Regions from separate parts of the Muntiacus reevesi genome. Here region 1 is linked to region 2. A link is a contact called in public Hi-C data. All regions are on one chromosome and are shown on one strand. Each heading gives the region's core, a stretch centred on a gene start, on an enhancer-like site or on the middle of the called end of the contact. The rest is flanking DNA. Distances are from core to core; before and after follow the strand shown. Region 1 holds the start of B4GALT7 (beta-1,4-galactosyltransferase 7). Region 2 holds the start of LMAN2 (lectin, mannose binding 2).

Region 1 (5,788 bases), core at 2,950-5,449, 270 kb before region 2:
GCTACCTGGTACTGGACTGCGGTTGGGAAAGGGAGCAGGCAAGGGAGAGACCAGGGCGAGGTGAGGCACAGGTGAGCGGGTACCGGCCTGGAGGTGGTCCCTACCTGAAATGATCCACCTGGTTGAGCACGTAGATGTGGTGCTGGATCTTCTTCTTGCTCAGGAAGCGGTGCATGTGGGGCACAAAGACCAGGAGCTCCTCGAAGCGCTCTCGAAAGGGCACCAGCACTGCCAGGCGGTGGGGGCCCCACGACTCATCTTCTTCCCAGTGCTCACGAGGTGGCTCTGGCGGGCAGCCCCGGGATGGGCCTGGGGTCTCCTGTCCTTGTCCCCTGGCTGCCCAGGCTACGTCCCCAGAGCAGCTGAGCTGCAGCCAGAGCAGGGAGAGGAAGCCCAGTAAGAGACAGCCAACAAAGAGGTGGAAGACGGAACATTTCCGGGGGAGGCCACTGGGAATCAACCTGGACCTGGGACAAGAACAAGGAGTGGGTCAGAAGGGCAATGTGAGCCAAGGTCCTGTAACACACCCTTTTCTGGCTTCCCACAAGTAAGGCACATGTGACTGGTCAGCCCCAAGCGCTTGGGAATTAGTGCAGAAGCAACTTTAGTGCTTTTGTTTGTGCTGCTACCATGCATCAGAATCCTGCTTACAGTTCTAGGTTCAGCCTGAGTCACCCCACCTCCAGGAGGCCCTCCAAACACTTGCAGGTCTTGGAGCTGCCCCACCTGCTTGATGCTCTCTTACTTTTTGTGCCTGAGCCCAGATCAGACCAAGAGCTGCTCGAGGACAGGGAAGAGACTCCTTGTCCCTTGCACTTGCCCCTCCCCAAGACAACATTTCATGTCCAGAGCCGAAGGCAGAAGCCCACCTTAGAGACCCTACGCACTGCCTTCTACCTGTTCCCCTGCAGGTTCACCCTTATCAGAAAGCTTGGCTTCATCCTACTTCTCAGATCAGAAAGCTCCCACAAAGAGGGAAGCTGTCAGTGAAAAGACCACTGTTTACTTTGGGAAGAACAGATCTGTCCCCAAACCAATGTGAGGCCCAAACCAACAAAGGCAGTTCACAGAATGCATCTCAAAGCTTCAGTCCAGGGCAGCTCATGAGACAAAAGATGAGAAACAGAAGAGGGAAAGAAAGCTGAGGGCTGAGAAAAGCACCCAGGCACCTTTCAGAAGCTAGAAGACCAGCAGAATGTCTTACACTTTGGGGTAGTGCTGGGAAAAACAAAGAAATGGATGGAATTCATCTGGTTTCTTTGCTCCTCTCTCTGGAAGTTCCTGAGGGCAGTGAAAGAACTAAGGAATCCAAGAAAATCGCAGCTTCCTGTCTTCTGAAATAATCAGCAAAGCAATTTACTTTATAACCTCTGAGAATTATCAATTAGCTACCAGAACATATAGATTCTACCTCCTAAGTACCCTTCGTTCTTCCCTCACACACTGCCTATCTTTTAGTTCAAGTCTCACCTGGTCCTTGCCCTGTTCAGACCCCTTCAAATCTCATGGATGATCTTCCTGTTTACAAGATAATGGGCAAACTCTGTGATCTGACAGTCAAATCCCTCTGTAACCTGGCCCCATCTCCAGTTGCTCCCTGCCACTCACCCAGTGCTACACACTGAGCAATTCAGCTTCTCCACTCACCGTATTCCTTCCGGCTCTAGCCCTCACAGAGTCTGCTGCTTCTGCCTAAAATGGCTTTCCTTATTTCATCTGCCTGGAAGCACCCCATTGATCCTTCAAGGCCAAACTCCAATGCCATGGCCAGCACTGTCCCCCCTACTCCCACATACACAACAGACTGAGATACATACTCCCTCCTTTGTGTTCCTGGAGTACCTGGTACCGCCCTCCTTGAAGCAATTAAGAGTTCTGAAATCACCTGTGTCCCCGCCTGCCTTCTTCACAGGTAATCAGATTCACAGCTGTGTACTTAGCACCAGTCATACAGCAGAGGGCTTGCTAAGTGAGTTACAGGAAGGGATCAAGCATTCAGGGCATGCTTGTCACACACTAAAGTCAGACCAACTCGTCTCTCTCCAGAGGCACAACTGCCAACTGGAAGCAACCCTGAAGCCAGGCCCAGGTCCCACACACAGCAGAGAGGGAGTGTGGCAAGACAACCTTGCAGGACTTCTGACTTACCCCCCATTGTCATGTGGTGGGGGTTTCCGCTGGGGAGGAGCAGAGGCCAATCCTGCTATTGGCCTGGGAAGGCTGGAACCTCTATAGATTCTCCCTCTGGGCTCTTGCTGGGGGCAGGGTAGAGACCGGGGAGATGGACATGAGGAAATATCCCACCTTCGGGAGAAGAAGCAGTGACTGTTATCCAGGGGTGTGGCATGGATTGGGCCCTCCATGCACTTTCACCTTCTGTCCCCTCGGTCCTACTAGGATCACATTCCCACAGACACTCTCTTCCTGTGCTGCAAGGGCCCAAATCACTGAACAACTGAATTCAGAGCTGAATCCCAATTCCTCAGGACAGTGAACACTGACAATTGCTCCTGGTGACACCTGGTGGCAAGCTCCAGATCTGCAGTCTCAGCAGCTACCAGGCCCAGGGCACCCTGTTTCTGGCGGCGGGGAGGCAGAGCAGATGAGGTTTTGTCTCCTTCATCAATATGTGTCCAAGGCTAATAAGAGGGTGATTCAAACCCAGACAGGCTGCTTCCAGAGCCAACACTCTTAACTGCTCTCTCAGTATGCATCTGTTGCATGGATCTTTGTACCCCTGTGTCAAAAGCATGAAGTGATACCAATAAAGTTTTGTGGAATATGGCTGTCTTCCTAAAATTCTTAGGAAGAAATTAGGAAATGGAAATTCTCCATAACCTTTCCTTTCTTCCCTCGCACAAACCTTAGTGACAGGTTTGAATACTCAGCTGCTCTGATTACAGCACCTCCAAACTGCAAAAGTAACTGGAAGATAACTGGCACCTTCTCTGTGCCAAGCATAGTGTCAAGACTTCTATATATGTGTGATCTCCTTTATATCTTCATATAGACCTGCAGAATAGATATGATGATCCCTGTTTCAGAGATGGAAGAGCTGAGGAGGAAGGTTAAGTTGGCTCTGGTCACAAGGCTATTAAAGAGGATTCCGGTCCAGGCCTAAATCCACAGTCTAGGCTTTCTACTATATTCCTGTCTTCTTACTTCAACACCAAGTCTTAAAAATTCCCAAAGATAAAAGAGTTGTGCTCGCTATATAAAGTCTTTGGGCACCTTTGGGCAAACTTAACAGACATAGAGGGAAAGAGGTGTCATTCACCAGGTGTAGAGCCACTACCATGTGTTCTGAGAAGACTTGAGGGTACACCTCAAGACTGAAGTCTGGGCGTCCCTTCCAATCTTAATGGCCAAACAGCTCATCCCCATTCTGCTTTAGTGACAACCACTAACTGAGGTCTGGGTCAACCCCACACCTAACACACGGGGCAGGCCACATTCAAGTACAGCTGCACCGGAAATGAACTAATGCTAAGTCTGAGGAGAACTCAGTCCCAGTCAGGCAGTGGGCAGCAAGGCAAAGCACAGAGCTTCTGTCTGGTGTATTCTTCTGGGGGGCCAGCAAAGAATGGGGAAGCATAAGTGTAGGGTCTGAGTCTACAGGCATGTGATGGGGGAGGCAGAGGCCAGAGAAACGAAATACAGACCTTCTGAAACCTGGGACAGACAAAGAGATCCACTGAGAAATGTCAACGGACTCTAAGACCCGCATAAAAACTGAAGTCAATGGAAAAACACAGAGACTCATAACGAGAGAGACTCGCACAGAGGGACAGAAACTCACAAAGGGAAATCAAAGGAGAAATACAGACCTGCTGAGAGACGGAGACTGGTAGAACCAGAGACGCAGAGAGAAACAGAAACCCAAATACAGACAGAGACCCCCAAGGAGAAACACAGACCCTCAGAGAGCCCCGCAGAGACGGAGTCACAACGGCCTCGGGCTCCTAGATTCCTCGCGGTGGCCCGGAAAGAACTGGCACCCGGGAGGACGGGGACCGGGCCAGCCGCCGAGCTCACCTGCCGTCCTCCCAGGGCAGTTGCGCCGCTTTCCTCCGGGAGGGGAACATCGTTGGAGGAGGCGGCGGCACATGGGGACAGAGCTCCCAAGCCGGGCCAGCCCGGCCTCCCTGGCCTACGCGGCGCCTCCTCCTCCCGCCCTGCCTAAGCCCGTACGCCCCGCCCCTTGGTCCGTTGGATCCGTTGCTCCGTCGACGCCGTCTGCTCCCAGAAGCTGTGGTGTCAAAGGTTCCGCATCCGAAGGAAGACGTGAATGCGCAACCGCCTGAACTGGTAACCTTCCGGGGATCGTTGGAGGTCTCAAGAAGTTGAGGCCCCGGAGAGCGCTCAAGTCAACGGGCTGGGACTGGATTTAAACTCCAGACTTCCAAACCAGCGCCCTGGGATAATCTGCATCTTCCTCCTCTTCCCAAGGGAAGGCGGGGAACGCGTCTGAGTAGTCCTGCCGTCACCCCAAGTGCATTCTTTGTCCGCAACAAGCTTGGAGGTGGGCAGGGCCAAGCTCAAGGCTGTCTTGCGTTCAGCCTACTACCCCAAGTAGTAGTTTGGAGACTGGTATTAAAGACAGTTTGACTGGATTTGAAACCTGACTCTCCTAGTTTGGTTGTTTTGGGGGCAAGACTCAATCAGCTTATGTTTCCTCACCTGAGTATATAAATGGTTCCTGATATATATGATTGCTGTGAGGATTAAAGGGGAAATGCACACACTTGGTACAGTGATGGACACAATAATCAATGCTATATAAATGACAGCTGTCATCCAGGGGAGGAGTATTTCGTGGAGCTGAGTTGAGAACTGAAGAAGGGAGTAAAATTGATCTTCCCATATTGGCCTTGTCAACAGTGGGAACTTAGCCCCTGCCTGGGCCAGCTTTCCACCTAGGAAAAGAGAATGGGAAAGTTATTAGACTTGATCTCCTCTGTTCTTCCAGGCAAACGTTAAGGTTTCTAATAAATAGCTAATAACATCCATTGAGTTCTTACTATGTGCCAGTCATTTTTCCAAATTCTTTACTACTGCTATCTCTGTCTTTATGTGTATTGTACTTATGCCCTCTTTAACAAGTGAACTAAGGCATGAAGAGGTAGTTCAGAATATAAGACCTGATAGTTTGGTTGCACAGTCTATGATCTCAACTACTATTTCTGAGAGGACTTCCCTATGTGTAGGAAATTAATCATTCCCAGCAGCCCCTTTTCTCCCTTTAACCTAGCATACAACCCACTGGTCCCTTCCTTCTGAGCTCGCCCAGGTCACCATCAGTTCAGTTACTCGGTTGTGTCTGACTCTTTGCAACCCCATGAATCGCAGCACACCAGGCCTCCCTGTCCATCACAAACTCCCGGAGTTTACTCAAACTCATGCCCACCAAGTCGGTCATGCCATCCAGCCATCTCATCCTCTGTCCTCCCCTTCTCCTCCTGCTCCCAATCCCTCCCAGCATCAGGGTCTTTTCCAACGAGTCGACTCTTCACATGAGGTGGCTAAAGTATTGGAGTTTCAGCTTCAGCATCAGTCCTTCCAGTGACACCCAGGACTTATCTCCTTCAGGATGGACTGGTTGGATCTCCTTGAAGTCCAAGGGACTCTCAAGAGTCTTCTCCAACACCATAGTTCAAAAGCATCAACTCTTCGGTGCTCAGCTTTTTTCACAGTCCAACTCACATCCATACATGACCACTGGAAAAACCACAGCCTTGACCAGACCGGACCTTTGTTGGCAAAGTAATGTCTCTGCTTTTTAACATGC
Region 2 (6,572 bases), core at 1,413-3,912:
ACCTTCTGTGTGCCAAGCACTTTTCTAGATGCTGGGGATTCAGTAGTGACAACAGCTGATAAAAACCCCAACCCTCATCAAGGTCCAAGTGTATGCATATGTCCTTGTTTGCATGTGTGTGCTTTGCTTAGTCGCTCAGTTGTGTCTGTTTAAATATGAATATTTCTTTGGGAGCGTATGCCTCTTGGAAGAGGACTTTTGTTGTATATACATCTGATGTTGTTGTTTAGTCGCTAAGTCATGTCTGACTTTTGTGCCACCACATGGACTGTTCCCCACCAGGCGCCTCTGTCCATTGGATTTCCCAGTCGAGGATATTGGAGTGGGTTGGCATTTCCTTCTCCAAGGGATCTTCCCGACCCAGGGATTGAGCCCACATCTCCTGCATTGGCAGGTGGATTCTTTACCACTGAGCCACCAGAGAAGCTCCATATAATTTTAAAAGGATGTCTTCCTACTTAATCCTGAAGAAGTTCATTCATTCAAAAAGGCAACTTCTTGAGACTTCCCTGGCCGTCCTGATCTCAGGGAGGCAGCAGTGAGTGGTGGCAATAAGTGAGATCTAAATTCCCTACCCAGTAATTGAACCTGGGTAGCCTGGGTACCAGGAATCTTAATTGCCAGACCAGCAAGGGCTAGAGGGTAGAAGCTATTTTTCCCTGGATCTTTGCCCCCAGTGAAAAATGCACTTACCACAGAGGCAGAAACTGTAAATGCAGGTACAGAGTTTATTATTGGAGACATAACACAACAACAAGTGGGAGAGCAAACAGAGAAATGTTTTGTTAAGAAGAAGCAAGGCAGAGATACAAACTGGAGAGAAAGGGTGTGGGCGTCCCCATTAGTGAAGAGGAACACAACAAACAGGCAGTTAAGCCATTTATATAGGGCAGTTCTTCCAGGTCTTTGTCTTCCTTCAGGCCAATTATCTGGTTTCTTTTTTCACACCTGGCCTACTCTGGGATACTCCCCTGGGTGCGCTTGCACCCTTCAGCCAAAATGTATCTCTAGGTGAAGACTTCTGACAGGAGCAAGACGCACTATGGCCTGGCATTATCCCCTGATTTTTGACCCACAAGCAGTCTTTCTGCACAGGTGTAACATCTCCCTTGTCCCAAAAGAGGGGGGAACGGAGATCCTACAATCCTTTACTCAAACAGGATTTTGTTCCTCTTTGTCCTTGCCACGACTGTTACCTTAAGGTGTTTACAAGAGGAAAACACTGGTTATTTACCCTGTTTCTGCTGTTACTTCCGTTTTGGAGGGCAAACAGTAAGCTGGTTGTAAATGCCTTAACTGGAGTCCACCTATCTCTTGTCTCAAGAAGTGCTAACAGTTGTTAGTATCCAGCCTGAAGCCCACTTCTTCATGCCCTATGAAATGCAATTGTATTGTAATGCAGTTGTAAATGTCTAACCTGGAGCCCATCTATCTCCTACATTGGTCCAGTGGCTAAGACTCTGTCCTCCTAATGTAGGGGTCTGGGATCCATCCCTGGTCAGAGAACTAGGTCCTGCCAACTAAGAGTTCACATGCTGCAACTAAAAAAATTCCCACATGCTACCACTAAAAACTGAAGATCCTGTGTGCTGCAATTAAGACCTGGAGCAGGCAAACAGTTTTTTTTTTGTTTTTGTTTTTTTTTAAGATGTGCTGTTGAGGCAGAGAACAGCAATTTAAAAGAGAGGGGGCCAACTTTTTAAAGGAGCAAGCAACCAACGATTCCACCCTGTGATCTATAACAGGGGTTATTAATTCAAGTGTCTAGGGGGCCAGGCAGGTGCTGTAAATTAGTGGCCAGAGTGGACAGGAGCTTTGAAAAATAAGGCATTTTTAGCAGGGCATCCCCATGACCCAAGTGTGGTTGGGTCTTCTGATTTTTCCTGAGAAGCTGGAAATTTGGGTTTTAAATAACGATTTATCTCGATTTAAAATATTAGTAGTTGAGCCATTTACCGAAATAGCACCAGTAAGAGCTCTGTTCAGCTGTGGGCCACCTGTTTCCCACCTTTGGTCCAGTCAGCATCGCTGGATCTTTCACGGAGGGGACCCGCTACAATCATTTGGATATGAATGGGCCCCAGCCATCACAGGGATGGGACTTCGGGCCTCCTCCTTCTGCTGAAATCCAATTGGGCCTGACGAGCAGTGGACGCCACCAAATAACAGAATTCTAAGTTTGCAAAGGCTTGGAGCCACAGACGAAAAAGCCCCGCCTGAGATCTATACGGCGCAGAAGTTGGAATTCAGGCCTCCACCTTCAATTTAGAACTCCTCTCTCCTCTGACTGGGAAAGATTACCCCACAGAGCTGACCAGTGGCCAGAGGTCAAGTGTTCTAGGGGCCCATAAAAACTACAAGTTCCAGCATGCCCCGCTTCACAGACGACCCCGCGCAGCCGGCCTACACAAATCATCCTTCCGCTCCCCGTTGGCCCGCAAACCGAACGTGCTGTTCCATGATTGGTTGCTGCTCTTGTCGCTCCTAAGAACCCATTGCTGAGGCTGGTTGACAGGTGTCTCGCAGTCGCCAAGGCACTCGACCAGGATAGGGGGCTGCTTAGCAAATAAAGCCGTCGTCCACTCGGCAGCGAGCCTTTGCTTTTGCTGGGAGTTCCCAGGTGACACTAGGGTTGGTGGGTTTCGGGCCGGAGGCTATTAGATGGAACACCCGGAAGGCGGAAGTCCTAGGACGGAAGTGGCCGAGAGGGACAGAGAATGGCGGCGGCGGCGGTAGCAGGCTGGATTTGGCTCTGGGGCTGGGGCTGGCGGTGCCCAGGGAGGTCTGGGCTTCGCGGCCCCGGCCCAGGCCCCACTATACTTCTGCTTTTCCTCTTGTTGCTGGGGCCGGTGGCTGCGGATATAACTGACGGCAACAGTGAACATCTCAAGCGGGAGCATTCGCTTATCAAGCCCTATCATGGTGAGGCCTGTTGCGGGAATGAGTTTAGGGTAAGGTCGAGGCTGGACGGAGTTGGGGAAGGGATGCTCTTTCTTCTGATCAGGGCAGCCCTGTGGGTTCCCTGCCTCGGCAAAGCTAGTCCTGGCCCGGCCTCTTAGGCAGCTGTCTGTCCTTGTCTCTGTCTGCAGGGATCGGTTCCAGCTCCACGCTCCTCTGGGACTTCCAAGGAAGCACGATGCTCACGAGCCAGTATGTGCGTCTGACCCCTGACGAGCGCAGCAAAGAGGGCTCTATCTGGAACCACCTGGTGAGTGGTTCCTAAGAGGGGAGGCAGACCATGAAGTAAGCCACTGCAGTTAGTCTTCAGCAGGCCTGAGCCTGATTTGAAGGCCCCCCTGCTCCCCCGCCCCCTTGGTCCCTTGCCTTAGTACTTGCCAGTAGTAACAGGTGATGGCTGTTGAAGTTACCACATGTCAGGAGCTGTTCTTGACACTTTGTGCACCTGTTTTTTTATTCCTTCAAAAGTCATGTAAAGTAACTGATGTTATCTCCGTTTCACTGGCTGAAGAAGCTAAGACTCAGTTGAAAGTGCCTTGCTCAAAGTCACATAGCCAGCAAATAGTGGAGCTGCTTCAACTGAACCCTCCCATTAGTGGGATAAAGGGAAGGAGTGGGGTCTTTATTGGGTGTTTTATGTGTGTTGGGCACTGACTTTAACGTGCCTTATTGCACTTAGTTCTCAGACTGATATAGATGGCTTTCGTGACTCTGCATAAGCAGAGCAAACATAGACAATAAATGGCTGTAAACAACATTTAAGTTCTGTCTCATCTCCAAGTCCAGCCATTCACTTGCTACACTTGACCGCAGCCTGGATGGTGGAGGAACCCATTAAAAATCTTGCAGACATCCGTCCTCTTTTTCAGTGCTTGATTGAGGGTCTGGCCATCAGTGGACTCATGGGCAGTTTTAGTTTCTGTGACCTTTGCTGCAGAGGTTATGGACCTTCAAGGGTTGCAGGCATGTCATACATAAGCAGTGGCCGAGATCTGCTGCTGCACAGACACCACACCAAGGAAGGTCAGGAACGGGTGCAAGGGGAATAACTGGGGGCAGAACCTACTCCTCCCTTCAACCTGTCTGATCCCAACCCTTTCCATGGCCTAAGCAGTTGGCCAGTGTCCTAGTTTTATCCATCACCCCGCTCTTTGGTCTCTCTGAATGACCTCCCCATGTAGTTCTGAGAGCCCACACCATCCTTGTGTTGCCTCGTCTGCGTGTGGCTTCTCCTCCTCCTCTCTTTCCTGCCTGGGGGATCCTTGCTTAGCTTTCACTCTGATCCTCAGAGCCTGGGGTCTCCTGTGAACGGATAAACATGCACTGCGTCTGCACGATCTGGCCCCCAGTGCCTCGCATCTCCAGTCCTCCTCTCGGTTAATATTCTCCCAACTTCTCTGGCTGCCGTTTTGCCTCAGGACCTTTGCACTTGTAGCTTCTGTCTGGAACACCATCTCCTGGCTCTTCATGCTTGCTTGGTTTCTCCTCACTTGTTAAGTTTTAGTTCGAGTGCCACCCACTCAGAGAGTACTTCAATAACTACCCTGTTTCCCCTGGAGTCACATTCTCTCACTTTATTCTGTCATATAACTTTAAAAATTTTCATTTTATGTTTGTTTGGCTGTGCCAGGTCTTCCATTTCGGTACAGAGGTCTTTGATCTTGCGGTATGCAGAATCTTCCCTGACCAGGGATCGATTGATCCTGAACCCCCTGCCTTGGGAGCGTAGAGTCTTGGCCACTGGACCCCCAGGGAAGCCCCTAATTTCATTTTATATTATGGCTGATTTACAGTATTGTGTTAGTTTCAAGTATACAGCAAAGTGATTCATTTATACAAATATCCATTTTGTTTTCGGGTTCTTTTCCCATATAGGTTATTGCAGAATATTGAGTAAAGTTCCTTGTGCTGTATTGTAGGTCCTTGTTGATTGTCTGTTTTATATATAGTAGTGTGTATTTATTAAACCCCAACTCCCAATTTTTCCCTCCCCCTACTACTTGTTCCCTTTGGTAACCAAAAGTTTCTTTTCCAAGTCTGTGAGTCTGTTTGTTTTGTAAATAAGTTCATTTGTATCTTTTTTTTTTTTTTTCTCTTAGATTTCACATAGAAGTGGTAGCATATGATATTTGACTTTTGATGTCTGGCTTACTTCACTTAGAATGATCTCTAGGTTCATTTATGTTGCTGCAAATGGCATTATTTCATTCTTTTTATGGTTGAGTAATATTCCACTGTATATATGTACATTTTCTTTATCCATTTCTCTGCTGCTGGACATTTAGGATGCTTCCGTGTCTTGGCTATTGTAAATATCACTGTGATGAACATTGGGGTGCATGTGTCTTTTTGAACTATGATTTTCTCCAGATATTTCCAGGAGTTGGATTACTGGATCATATTGTAGTTCTGTTTTTAGTTTTTTAAGGAATCTCCATGCTGTTCTCCATAGTGGCTATACCAGTTTACATTCCCACCAGCAGCATGGGAGGGTTCCCTTTTCTCCACACCCTCTGCAGCATTTATTATTTTTAGATTTTTTTGGTGATGTCCATTCTAACTGGTGTGAGGTGATGATACCTCATTGCAGTTTTTTTTTTTTAATCCTTAGGTAGTTTTTTATTATATCCTCCCAAAGATCATATGATGAGAGTCAGAGCAGTGGTATAAAGTGTTAAAGAAGTTCAGGAGAGAGTTGACTTATTGTCTTTAGGCTGGGGTGGATGTGGCTTCACGAAAGAGGTAGCAGTTAAACAGAAGGAGGTTCCTTCTTTCCCAAGAAACCAAAACCCCTTTTGCTTTCTCCCATACGTACATCCATTAAGAGCACTCTTCTTTGCCAAAAGAAAAGTTTGAAGTCATCTGAGGCCATCAAGGAATTACAGGGCAAAAATCATGATAGGGTTCCAGTTTTCTTCAGCATGCAGGGTTATCTGCTCCCTCACGGAAGCTACACTAGTGGTGGCTGTGCTCTCAGGTTCCACACCTGGGCCAGTGGAGGCAGTTTCCTGGCAGGTCAGTGGTCGTCCCTCCTCCCCCAAGGGGGCCTGCTCAGGAGCTGGCGTTCCTCTCCCCAGGTAGGCAGCAGCCAGCGTCGCTCTGGGGACCTGGAACATCACCGCCACTGCACCCAGAAAAGATAGAAAAATGATACCCACCCCTCCCTCCCTAACCTGCCCCCTGCCCCGAACGGCTCTTTGACTACCCTTGGTGGTGATAGCAGTGGCGGTGGCCAACTTGCCCCTCTGCCCCTTGCCCATGGCGCCATCTCCACACTGGCATTAGCGTGGACTCAGCCCCAGTAAGTTCTGATTTGTATGTCTCTAATAATGAGCGATGCCGAGCATCTTTTAATGTGCTTTTTGGCCATCTGTCTGTCTTCTTTGGAGAAATGTCTGTTTAGATCTTCTGCCCTTTTTTTTTTTTTTGATTGGTTGGTTTTTTTGATACTGAACTGAATGAGCTGTTTGTATATTTTGGGGATTAATCCTTTGTGGGTTGCTTCATTTGCAAATGTTTTCTCCCCTTCTGTGGATTGTCTTTTTGTTTATGGTTTCCTTTGCTGTGCAAAAGCATTTAAGTTTCATTAGGTCTCAATTTGTTTTTGGATAACT

The links. A called contact is a pair of places that touch in the nucleus more often than the background predicts.
Region 1: a contact with region 2 is called in a Hi-C map of blood, with 5 times the contacts expected there. The contact joins the promoter of B4GALT7 here to the promoter of LMAN2 in region 2. A contact is called at or near these places in 2 of 3 Hi-C or Micro-C datasets (blood and muscle).

What each region holds. Positions count from the first base shown.
Region 1 is chr1:216,963,423-216,969,210 of mMunRee1.1, reverse strand. It overlaps B4GALT7 (beta-1,4-galactosyltransferase 7), which reads right to left and starts at 4,199. Exons shown (of 7, transcript XM_065918308.1): 1 at 4,036-4,199; 2 at 2,149-2,304; 3 at 105-467. The coding sequence starts at 4,085.
Region 2 is chr1:216,691,279-216,697,850 of mMunRee1.1, reverse strand. LMAN2 (lectin, mannose binding 2) reads left to right here and starts at 2,662. Exons shown (of 8, transcript XM_065918270.1): 1 at 2,662-2,922; 2 at 3,090-3,208. The coding sequence starts at 2,718.